Regions from separate parts of the Sus scrofa genome. Here region 2 is linked to region 1. Evidence: chromatin contacts called from public promoter capture Hi-C data. All regions are on one chromosome and are shown on one strand. The core of a region is the stretch at or near the end of the contact, and the rest is flanking DNA. Distances in the headings are between cores, read along the strand shown. Region 1 holds the start of LEMD3 (LEM domain containing 3). Region 2 holds the start of LLPH (protein LLP homolog).

Evidence for each region. Promoter capture Hi-C pulls out the DNA fragments that hold promoters and counts their contacts.
Region 2: a contact with region 1 is called in a promoter capture Hi-C map of fetal liver, with 2.1 times the contacts expected there. The contact joins the promoter of LLPH here to the promoter of LEMD3 in region 1. A contact is called at or near these places in 2 of 5 promoter capture datasets (fetal liver and liver) and 1 of 2 datasets of contacts at active chromatin or transcription factors (skeletal muscle).

Annotation. Positions count from the first base shown.
Region 1 is chr5:29,592,969-29,599,342 of Sscrofa11.1, reverse strand. LEMD3 (LEM domain containing 3) reads right to left here and starts at 3,009. Exons shown (of 13, transcript NM_001315597.1): 1 at 1,452-3,009. The coding sequence starts at 2,973.
Region 2 is chr5:30,481,525-30,487,898 of Sscrofa11.1, reverse strand. LLPH (protein LLP homolog) reads left to right here and starts at 2,365. Exons shown (of 3, transcript XM_003126360.5): 1 at 2,365-2,895; 2 at 6,135-6,346. The coding sequence starts at 6,142.

The DNA.
Region 1 (6,374 bases), core at 1,760-4,259:
ATCTATTATTTGACTATCATAAAATTGGCTATACCCAAACCAAAGCTTACACTATTTTCACTCCTATTCTTTGCTAACTACATCATTCGCTACTTTGAACAAAACTGATAACACCAAGCCAATTTCATAAATATAAATCATGATACAGTGAATTCACATTGGGTGAAGAGGGTTAGTAAGTTTCAGGGGGTAGAGAGGAGAAGGACCTAACATGGATAAATTATGTATTCAGCAGTCCATCATGCACTAAAAACTTATTTTCTCTCTTTCAATCATCCTAGGCGTCATTCTAGTCAAGATTAGCATCGTTTTACAGATTATCAAGGGAAACTCCAACTCTGGCTCCCGCACCCCCTTGCTCAAAGTACTATACCCTACAGGAAGGCTCTTGGCTCAACTCAAAACCTTTCCTCCTCCTCTAGTAATCTCTGCCCAGAAAGCTCTTCTGTCTCCTACAAGGCTAACTCCCCCTCCTGCTTTAGGTCAGAGATTAACTCAACTAGTAGGTTAGCTCAATGAGTACCTACCTGCACCATCTCTAAAGCAGAGTACACCAATGGCTCCATCCTATTGCCTTCATAGAACATAAAATGATCAGTATTCATCTTCCTCCCATGTTAAAGGAGAGGGATACTTCGACTTACCACTGCTATATCCTGAATGTTCAGCACAAATGACGCTGGCTTAATGAATGAGCAAACACACCTGCCCACAGCCATTAAGCAAGTGAAAGGCAGAGCCCGGAAACCAATCCAGATGGATCTGACTGCAAACCCCTACACTGCCCCTTTTCACTGGTGGGAGGGAGGTGCTTTGGGCTGGGAAATCAATTTAGACGTGTGCCTTCCTACTTTCCATACTCATTCACTTTAAAGAAATTATGGGACTACTTACACCTGTCCTTAATAAAACAAAACATTTAACCACCATTTCAAGAGATCTTACATTGTCTTTTAAAATCACAACTCATTTGGGGAAAACAAAAAAAACAAAAACTCCAGTGCATTATTATGCTCCTGCACAATCAAAATACCTCCAAACTGTTGAGTAATGGGACTGGCATCTGCACAAGTGGTTATTTAAGGCCAAAAGAAAATTTAAGTCACACACACGAAGTGCATTTTACTAACAGGCTTGCTTATAGTATTTTGTTCTTTTATGTTTTGAATTTCCCAATACATCATACAGAAAACCCTTAAATCCAGCCGTGGCATCATCGTTCCGATCATTGTAATCATGTTCTTTCTTAAGGAAAGATGGCACGAAGGCACTCAATCTGTTGTGTTTCACTACTAAAGCCATATTCTTGCTGACAGAAGTCACCTCGGATAGGGAGATCCCGCCATGGCGCAGTGGGTTAAGAAGTCACCTCGGCTAAATGCCCAGTGCGGTTAGAGCCCACCACTAACAACAGTCCTTTTGTTGCCTTCCCCACAGGGCTTAATACTTACTGGTGAGTTCTCCATCCTCGGTTACTCCCGTCCCTCTCATTCCTAGGTAAGTCAGTCCCAATATGAGGAAAAATAAGCAGGCAGCAGTTAAGAGAAACATGGACAAGTAGTGAGCACTGAAACCTCCTGTTGGGGACACCTCCTCCCGTTTAAACTGCTGGAGAAGTTCCTCCTCGGGTTCAGAAAGCTTCGGTTTGTTGTATGTGTTTTTCAGGTAGGTGTGATTGGAGCCCGTATGATTGGAGTGATTGATCCTGAGTGAACCAGAGGCGGCCACCGCCGCACCGGGAGGGAGGCTGTTGGAAAAAATCCTGGGGGAGTCCACGTTGAAGGCTCCGCCGCCGATATGATTATTGGTTTTAAGAAGAGAGCCTGTGGACGAATCCAAGGTTGAGTCCATGTCCGCGAGCGGTGGCGGCAGGAGAGGGGCCAGTTTCTTAGCGTTAACACGATATCTAGGAATGGGGCTGGAGTCCAATGGATCACACCCTCCTCCCTGCTCCGCCGCCGCCGGCTCCTCGAGGTTTCTGCTCCGGTCTAGACTCCCGGCGGCCGCCGCCCTGTCATTCATCGCGATTCCTCCCCTTCCCTGAACGGAGGTCTCCAGCCGGCCGCCGGCCGATTTCGCAGGCAGAGGAGAGAGAGGCTTACTATGGCCCCGCCGGAGCCGGTGCCGGGAAAGGGAGTCGTCCTTCAATACCTGTCGGCTGGAGGCCACGTCGTCGTCGTCTTCTTCCTCCGAGTCCGAATAGTTTTCCCGGCAGCTGTAGGGGAGAAGCCGGCTGCCATTCACGGTCCGGCCGGACCACAGAGGCTCCTCGGCCTCCGGGTCCCTGTCCTCGCCGTCTTCTCCCTCCTGCTCCTCGTCTTCCGCCGCCCCATCTCTCCCCGACGGGCTCTGCAGCTCGGGAGCCGCCGACCTCCTGGCCCCCCACCACGAGTGGGGCTTCCTCCGCTCGGCCGAGTTGTTGTTAGTCACCTCGCTGGCGGTCAGGGGCGCCGACGGCGGTTTGAGCCCGCGGTACTGGAGCGGAGCCCGGTCTTTCCTCCCGCCGCCGCCGCCGGCCTGGTCCCGGGGACTGGCCTCCACGTCCGACTCGTCCGAGCTGAAGCCCAGGACCACTTTGCTGCCAGCCGTGGGGGCGGCCGAGGCGCCCCCGGTCCCTCCCAAGGGGCTCTCCGGGCCCGAAGTGGAGATCCGGCCCAGGCCTCCAGGAGTCCGTAAGTAGGAGAGGTCGCCCGAGACCGGCCGGACCCCCATCCCCGCGGCCGCCACCGTCGATCCCGCGGCGGCGACCGTGGCGGCTGCCGTGTTATTGTTATTACTGTTCCGCGTCTTGGTGCCGCGGCCCCCGGACCGGTGCTGCTGCTGCTCTTCCTCTCGAAGCTTCTTCAGCTTCTTGAGGTAAACCGGGCGGGTGCTTTCCGTCACTGGGCCAGGAGACAGGCCGTAACGGCGGAGCTGAGAGAAAAGCTCCTCATCCGAGAGCTGCTGAGGCGCCGAAGCCGCTGCCGCCGCCATTTTCTCTCCAGGGTGTTTTACAAGCTCCGCGCTACCGGAAGTGACGCGCCGCCCTAGACCCTGAACTAGACCGGGGTGCGTCGCCCTCCCAGCGCCACGGGCGCCTTAGCCAATGGGAGGCGCGGGAGGAGCTCACCTGAGCGGGAAAAGGCCACCTGAGCGGCGCGCAGCTCCCGCTGCTGAGAGTTTTTCTGCGCTCTGACTTGGGGTGCCAGTGCCTTCCCTTCCCTTTCCCTTTCTGTCTCCTCTCCATCCGGCAACTCTCCTCTTTGCCTTTACCAGCGCCTTTCCCGGGGACTGCCTCCTGACAAGCAGTACCTTGACCTCTTCTTTCCAGGTTCCTGCCGCTGGGCAGTAATAGTTGATGGGAAATCTGCCTTGAACTTCATGGCATTAGTTTTTTCCGTCCTGATTCCCGCTGCGTAGGGGAACCAGGAGACTTAAATTTTGGTGGACAGACAATTGGCAATTTCCCTATTGACTCCTGGTTCTCTTTTCACTTTGTCTTTCTACTTGACTTACCAAAGAAAAGGGAAGGGCAGTTTCTCTCACTGCTCATTCTGAGAAGCCTCACATCTTCCATTCCAAGGAAGAGATACAGAGTAAACCAGCCAGCCCCAATAGTTTTCTTCAATTGTGATGGATATTCATTCCCTAGTTGGTTGTAAAGTATTATCATTTTTTCCTCTTCTAAAATCTGATAGGTCATCATTTTGGTGATTGAAAGAGTCTATCCCTTGCTTCACTCTATGACAAAAAAGCGAGCACACCATCCTGCTTATTTCCTTCTTAGCATCTTTCCAACCTATAGTTATTTATTTATTGTTAATGATTATTTTTAATGCATTTGTTTTCAAAATTATTGATTGACTGGATTGTCTTATCCCTTTGAACTGTAAGCTTTATGGGCACAGGAACCACCCCTACAGTGCCTGACACTAGAAGTTCAAGAACATTTGTTGAACTAATGAATGACTTCCAAAAGTAGGATAGTATGAGATTAATATTTTGACGTAAAAGTAGTGGCAAATGAGAAACCTTCACACACAGTCAATAACAAAAACCAAAAAACAAAAACAATTAAGACCTGGCAGTCTGTTTCTTTCTCTCTGTTTTTAATATTGTCACTATCTTAAGCCCTCTGGTCAGATACCAGTTTAGCTTGGGCCATATTACTAACACTGTACTCCCCCTGGTTTCCAGTAAAATATCTTTTGCAATTTTGTCCTTCATAGTCAGGACATTAGCTTTTTTTTTAGTTCTGCACCTGCAGATTATGGAAGTTCCCAGGCTAGGGGTTGAATTGGAGCTGCAGACGCAGGCCTACACCACAGCCACAGAAATGCCAAATCTGAGCCATGTCTGTGACCTACACCACGGTTCACAGCAATGCAGGATCCTTAACCCACTGAGGAAGGCCAGGGATCAAATCTGTGTCGTCATGGATACTAGTCGGGTTCATTACCACTGACCCACAACAGGAACTCCTGACTTTAGCTTATGTTGAAGAACAATCTAAAGAATGACCACTCAACATTATGTTCAAAGGTTTATTTCCTTAGAGACTGTCCTTTCTGGTCTCAGTATTAGAAATAATTGTACGTTTCCAGACAGCTCATTTGTTTTGGTTCTGCTTTGTTTTATTTATGTATTTATTATTTTTGTTGTTGAGGTAAGATTCACATAACAAAATTAAGCATTTAAAAGTGTACATTTGATTGCATTTAGTACATTTACAAAGTTGTGCAACCATCACCTCTGTGTAATTCAAAAACATTTTCAACGTTCCTAAAGGAGAACCTGTACCTGATATGCAGACATTCTCTATTTCTCCCCATCTCCAGACCCTGGCAACTTTTTTTTTTTTTTTTTTTCCTTTTTAGGGCAGCACCCGGGGCATATGGAGGTTCCCAGGCTAGGAGTCTAATCAGAGCTACAGCTTCCACCTATGCCACAGCCACAGCAACACGGGATCTGAGCCCCATCTGCGACCTACACTATAGCTCACCGCAACACCAGATCCTTAACCCACGAGTGAGGCCAGGGATCGAACCTGCAATCTCATGGTTCCTAGTCAGATTCGTTTCCACTGTGCCACAACAGGAATGCCCAGATCCTGGCAACCTTATCTTTTTCCTGTCTCTATGGATTTAACTATTCTGGATATTTCATATAAATGGACTCATATAATAATGTGATCTTTTGTGTCTGACTCCTTTCACTTAACATTTTGAGATTCATCAAGATATACCATGTATCAAGGAGTTCCCGTTGTAGCTCAGTGATAACAAACCCGACTAGTATCCATGAGGACAGTTGGATACGTGGCCTGGCTCAATGGGTTAAGGATCTGGCATTGCCATGAGCTGTGGTTTAAGTCACAGACACAGCTTGGATCTGGTGTTGCTGTGGCTGTGGTATAGACTGCAGGTCCAATTTGACCTCTAGCCTGGGAACTTCCATATGTCATGAGTGGGGCCATAAAAAAGCAAAAAGCAAAAAAAAAAAAAAAGGATGTAGCATGGATCAGTATTTCATTTCTTTTTATGGCTGAATAATATTTCCTATTATGAATATACCACATTTCATTTATCTGTTCATCCATTGATAGAAATTTTGGTTGTTTCCACCTTTGGGTTATTGTGAATACTGCTGCTATGAACATTCGTGTACAAGTATCTGTTTGAATACTTGTTTTCTATTATTTTGGGTATGTACCTAGAAATTTCAGATCATATGGTAATTGTGGGTTTCACTTTTTGAAGAATGACAAAATTACGAATTTGTTTCTGACCTTATGGATGGACACTGTGTTTGCTGACTTGCCATGTTTCTCTCTTTGAGACAAGAGCTGGGAAGTTCAGGCTTGAATTTGTGTCCCAACCATGGCAAGTGTTTAGGGCTCTATAGCATATATTTTATAAATTAATCCCATTGCTAACTCCATCTAAACTTTCTAACTTCATGTGCCTCATTTTATTTTATTTTAATTTTTTTAGGGCTGCATCTGAGGCATATGGAAATTCCCAGGCTAGGGCTCAAATCAGAGCTGCAGCTGCCATCCTACACCACAGCTCATAGCTGTGCCAGATCGTTTAACCCACTGAGCAAGGCCAGGGATTGAACCCGCATCCTCATGGATGCTGGTCAGATTCTTAACCCACTGAGCCACAACAGGAACTCCAACATGTGCTTCATTTTAAAAAATGATTTTATTTTCTCTTCCTAAGATGATATACATCTGTTTAGCTATCTTTTACTTATTTGCAGACCATCATATAATTCCTCTGACAATCCAAAGGGTATTTTATGATTAGTTTTCATCTTTTACATATAAGGAAACCAAGATTAGAAAGGTTCCTTGATTCAGTTCTCTCAATAGCCAGATGCAAAACTGAAAC
Region 2 (6,374 bases), core at 1,116-3,615, 890 kb before region 1:
CTATTGCTGTAGCTGTGCTGTAGGCCAGCAGCTACAGCTCCGATTAGAACCCTAGCCTGGGAACCTTCATATGCCACGGGTTTGGCACTAAAAAGACCAAAACAAACAAACATAAAAACAGAATTAACAAGACTTAGAGTAATAGAAGGAAAACAGGAAAGAGCGGTATCTGAGAACTGTTTTTACTGGATGTAATTTGGGGAAAGAAATGCAGTGGGCTCTGTCTGCCTACCTTCATTTCTTTTCTGGCTGTTATCCACTTGATCCACTTCTGGGGATTAGTGGTGTCAGCAGCCAGCTGCAGGCCTTTTTGGAGCAGCTGAGAAGTTAGGTATCTTTTGCTTATTCATCTTTGTAAGGCTTTGCTTGGAAGTCCCCATCACCTAGTGCCTGCGCAACATGGAGTCACCATCCCAATCCCACAAGTCTTAACTAGTTCTTACTAAGTGATTGTTTAGTTCAGGAGTTTCGTGGGTGAGGCCTGACCATAAAGGCCTGATTAGCTGGTGCCGGTAGTGTAGCATGACTTTGAAATGGAGAATCATTCTGCTTCCTTTTGGGGGTGGAGTGCTACCCACTGTACCTCCAGTCCCATAGGCTCTTTCTAGCTCTGTGATGGACCTGAAGCAATGTCCAGTTAAGCCTTGTCCCTCCTCCACATAAGGGGTTAAAGTTGCCTCAAGACAGTAGTTTAGTTCCCATCATCTTTGTATACCCAGTATAGTACCTTTTACAGAATGCATTCTCAAATACATGAATGAGGGAATAAATTAAGGATTTTAAAACATACCAAGGCCATTTATTCGGTTAGAACTGCTTTTATACAAACTGGTGAGGAACAAAAATTGAAAAAATTTTTTTCCCTTCAATAATGCAATCTAGGATTCAGTCTTTTAAAGCATCAGTAATGCAGAATGTGGCATGTATTTAACACCACATTGTCATAATAATTTTTTTCTCTTTTCTGGTGCCAAGTTTCTATTCAAAAGTCTCAGCTTGGTTTGTTAAGCAAGATGCAGTCAATTTGGGGCTATCTGAAATTTAAAATACAATGTGAACATGTATTTTTGGCAGAGCCTTCTCCAATTTAAAATACAGTGTGAACATGTATTTTTGGCAGAGATGGCTAAGATCTAATATATGGTTAACTTATAAAATAGGAATCCACTTGCTCTATAGAAACTTAATTTCCCCTTTAAAGAAAGGTTTTTCAAGCATGCTTTTATTTTTATTTTTAAAAATTACTCAATGAATTTTATTACATTTATAATTGTACACGATCATCACAACCCAGTTTTATAGCATTTCCATCCTAAAGCCCCAGTGCATCCCCCACTCCCCAACAAGCATGCTTTTAAACACACACACAGACACACACACACTACATGTTATAAGCGTTTTTCACCCTGTTTAAAAAAAAACTAACAAAACACTTGCTGAATTCTGAGTTTAGTAATTTCCACATGATGCACGCTTTCTTCAAGGATGCAAATTTAAAGAAAAAAGTACCCATAAATTGTTTCAGTAAACTCTACTTGTAACCAGACAGGAGTTTACTAAGCCATGATTAAAGACAATTCAGACTATTTATTGGTATATATTGTAAATATCTAGAAAATACTGCTTACAAATAGTCCTGTGCATGTCTGAAATTTTTGTAAAAATGTGTGACCATTTGTTGGGCTCTTATATCCCCTATCTAGGATTATCAGCTTCATTCTATAGATAAGGAAATCCAGGCTCTGAGACATTACTCATACTACTCACAAGGAAGGGTTAGAACCATAAATCCCACAGACCTGCCTGGTTCTGAAGCCAATGTTTTAGGAGCATATGTAAAATTATAATAAAAACAACTAGTCAAGTTGTTTGTCATCAATGTGTCCTTCACCTAATTCATCTGTCCCAAGGCTTACATTGTGTCTGGTATACATTAAGGGAATATCTGAATTAGTTTGATCATTTTATCCTCTGAACTTGTCTTTGGACGGGAAAGGGGTTGTTTTGCCTAATAGCTTTAAGGTATAACTGATATACAACTAGTTACACATATTTAAAGGATACAATTTGACAAGTTTTGACATACAACTGTGAGACCATCACCTGGGATTGGGGAAATTTAAGGGCTACAAATAAAGAGGATCCTGAAGCAGGAGATTTAACTAAGAGACATAATCCCCCTCCTTGTCTGAAAAAGCAGCAGAGTGCCTGTTCAGTTCTGCTCACCAGCTAATCTGCTCCAAACGATTATCAGTTAGGAACACAGTCCGTTCAGGGAAGGGGGAGGTCCCAGCTCCTAACATGGGAAAAACAAGACCCAGTAGGGTATAAAAGTTGCTGAGAACAAGGACCTGGTGCTCAGACTCTGGAGGTGACTCCTCTGAGCCCACACTGGTGCTGAATAAACCTCGCTTTGCCACATTCCTGAGTGCCCTTTGTCTCCTTCTGCTGCCATGTTTCTGCAGTTTCTGTAACAATCTTAATTGGGCGATGCGAGGTGTGAGGCGAGAGGTGAGTTCTAAAGGTAGGCTCTCAGCTCTCTGTTGGACAGGCAACAAAGGAGGTCATCTGGCAGGGACCCCTCCTAGGATTAGTCTAGGGGTTGCCCCGCCCCCGTCCGGAAAGCAGGTCTCGCTGGAGCCGGATCCCCAGCCGGGGTTCCCCCGCTTTAAATCCGACTTTACAACCCACCTAGGAGGAGACAGACTACGTCCCCACTCGCCCTGAAGGCAGGAAGTGCGTCAGCCCCGGACTCCAGAGAACCCGCCTCTCCAGGCCATCCGGGGCATTTGGGCTCCCGGCGTGCAGCGGAGCTGGCTGCCCGGAAGGCGGAAGTTTAGGGACTTCCTGTCGGCGTGAGTGGCGTGTGGCGTCTAAGTTTCTGCGCTTTCTCAGGTGAGTTCTTTACCCCCTGACTCCAGTGGGGCTTGGGGTTTGGGACTCGATTCCGCTGCGAGTAGAGCGTCTTTTCTCAAGCTTAGTCCCTTTTTGGGCAAGCTTGATCCTGGCCTAGAGACGCAGGCCTCCTGGAGGGATCGGGCCTGCCGTGGTCTTGGTGACGGCCCTCGGGCTTCCCGGTCCTCTGTGGGAAGTGGAGGCTTTCCTTAGTCGTTCAGTCACGGTCAGGTTAACCTCGGCTGTCGAGGTTGTGTGCTGCCACCCTTATGTCCCTGCTCCTCTCAGGGCTTGGGTACTCTGGGGAGTGAGTGAATTTGTGATTGCTGGCATCCAAAAAATGTTACTCCACCAGTCATATGTTCAACAAATATTTGTTTAAACTTTACTATGTGTAAAGGGCTATACATTGGAAGATCCAGCGATGAATAGGACGTATTTAGCCCCTGTCTTTGTCGTGTTGCAGGAGAAGGGAAGTGTCACGTCCTGGGACCTGCAGGGATCCTTAGGACCGACTGCCAGTCAGGGTTATTGGCTTCCATCAGGAAAGAATTCAAGAGCAAACCAGAGTAAAGGGAAAGCAAGGTTATTTAGGGATACGCATACCATAGGCAGAATGCAGACAGTCCCAGAAAATGAGAGCTGGCCTAGGGCAGGAGGTCGTCCAGAAAAGTGAGAGCCGTCTGGAGCGGGGGTTGTATATTTTTATGGGTTAAGTGTTTTTTAAAAGCTCTGGAATGAGAGAAGGATGGGCATTTCCCAGAAATTGGGCCACTGCCCACTTTTTGGCCTTTTCTGTTTCTCCTCGAAACTGTCATGGTGTAAGGGGAAATGATTTTTTAGTATTACAACGAAGGTATAATGAACTAAAGCGTCAATGACTGGACTGTTCTCAAAAGCACCCTTAGTTTCAGGAGGTTCCAGCCAGTCTTTGTCACATCCCAACAGCTGCCCTGTTTCATTACCTAGCCTTTGTGTCCTGCCCCTTTTCCTCCTGTCTCATTGGAGCCCACAGTCCACCAGGGATGAGAGAAAATGAATTTAAAAATGTCAGATTGTAACATGTATTGAAAAGGAAAGACAGGGAGTTCCCGTCGTGGCTCAGTGGTTAACGAATCTGACTAGGGACCATGAGGTTTCAGGTTCGATCCCTGGACTTGCTCAGTGGATTAACGATCCTGCGTTGCTGTGAGCTGTGGTGTAGGTTGCAGACGCGGCTGGCATCCTGCATTGCTGAGGCTGTGGTGTAGGCGGGAGGCTACAGCTCTGATTGCACCTTTAGCCTGGGAACCTCCATAGGCCTCGGGAGCAGCCCTAGAAAAGGCAAAAAGACAAAAAAGAAAGAAAAGGAAAGACAGGATTTGTGATAAAGAATAAAAGGAGGGCAGCTCACAGGGTTCAGAGAATCCTTTGCTGAAGTACTGAAGTGAAATATCAGTTTCCAGGCATAGAAATGGCACATGTAAAGGTCCGGAAGTGGATGTCATTTGGACATTTTTCTTTTTCTCCCCCCCCCTTTTTTTTTTTGTAAATAGTGTCAATAACTTATTTAACTGCTTTGTTGATGTATAATTAACACATTAAACTGCACATATTTAAAATGTAAAAAATGAGGTAGACATATACATAAATCCATCACAATCAAAATAGTGTTAAAAGTCACTCCCCACAAATTTCCCTCTAAACTCTATAATCCTTCCCGACCCCTCATCACATACTCAACACTGTCTCTAGGTTGTCCCAGATGGACTATTTTCAGATGTAACTGGTGTCTGAGAATGGGGTGGAGCATGAGAGGAGATAAAGAGTTGAAGGAGGCAGGGGCCAGGTTACAAATAACCTTGTAGATCTTGAACATATGAGGTGGAAAATCGTTAATTCCAAGGAAGACAGTGATATGCTCTTTTAAGTTTTTAAAAGCTCACATTGACCACCTTGTGGAGGACTGAGGGCTTGGACTGAGGGGTGGAGAGAGAGCAAGAGTGGAAATAGACAAGTTTAAAATTGCTAGATTGGGAGTTCCCATCGTGGCGCAGTGGTTAACGAATTCGTCTAGGAACCATGAGGTTGCGCGTTCGATCCCTGCCCTTGCTCAGTGGGTTAAGGATCTGTCGTTGCCATGAGCTGTGGTGTAGGTCACAGACGCGGCTCAGATCCCGTGTTGCTGTGGCTCTGGCGTAGGCAGGGGGCTACAGCTGCGATTCGACCCCTAGCCTGGGAACCTCCATATGCCATGGGAGTGGCCCAAGAAATGGCAAAAAGACAAAAATAAAATAAAATAAAATAAAATAAAATTGCTAGATTGACTTGCAGGTGTGGATAATGAGGAAGATTGAGGTGGATGAGGTCTTCTGTAGGTTTAGGGGAAATCAAGATTCAGTTGAAAGATTTATAAGACTTTTTGTGATTTTTTTAAGTTGTTGCATAGATGTAAAGTGATAGTGCTCTTTGCATTTGGGGGAAGTTAAATTTTTGCATCTTGTGTGGAAACTCTAGGACCTTTAATATTTGGCTTGACTGGAGTTCCCGTCGTGGCACAGTGGTTAACGAATCCGACTAGGAACCATGAGGTTGCGGGTTCGGTCCCTGCCCCTGCTCAGTGGGTTAACGATCCGGCGTTGCCGTGAGCTGTGGTGTAGGTTGCAGATGCGGCTCGGATCCTGCGTTGCTGTGGCTCTGGCGTAGGCCGGTGGCTACAGCTGCGATTTGACCCCTAGCCTGGGAACCTCCATATGCTGCAGGAGCAGCCCAAGAAATAGCAAAAAGACAAAAAAAAAAAAAAAAAAAAAAAAATTTGGCTTGACTTACAGTGTGCCAGTGGCCATGAGGAGTTTGGTTTGATGTTCTTTTGGGGGCCGGGGGATGTGTATGGAAGTTCCTGGGCCAGGAATCAAACCCGTGCCACAGCAGTGACCAGTGCCACTGCAGTGACAAAACTGGATCCTTAACCTGCTGTGCCACCAGAGAACTCCCCGCTCCCTTTCTTGGGGGAGATGGTTTGGTGTTCTTATTTGTTATTTAGTGGCTGTATATGCCATCTGTCATGTTGATCATCACATAATTTGCACATTATGCTATCATAAGTCATGAACAGAGTGAAGAGTTTCCTTTCTATTTGTTCATGTTCTGTAGAGAGACCTCTTGACCGGTTTTCCAAGGATTTGTCTTTTTTTTTTTTTTTTTTTTTTTTTGGATAGTAAATAGTTGCTTTTGAATATTTATTGTTGTTAACTCTACAGGTAAAATATGGCTAAAAGTTTACGGAGTAAGTGGAAAAGGAAAATGCGTGCTGAAAAGAGAAAAAAGAATGCCCCAAAGGAGCTGAGCAGACTTAAAAATATTCTTAAAATAGGTGGTGATGTTTTAATGAAAGATGTTCAAGAAATAGCAACCGTGGTGGAACCTAAACGTTGTCAAGAGAAAACCCAATGTGTGGAGAAAGATGAAACAGGTGAGTTTATGTGTTTCATTTATAAAAA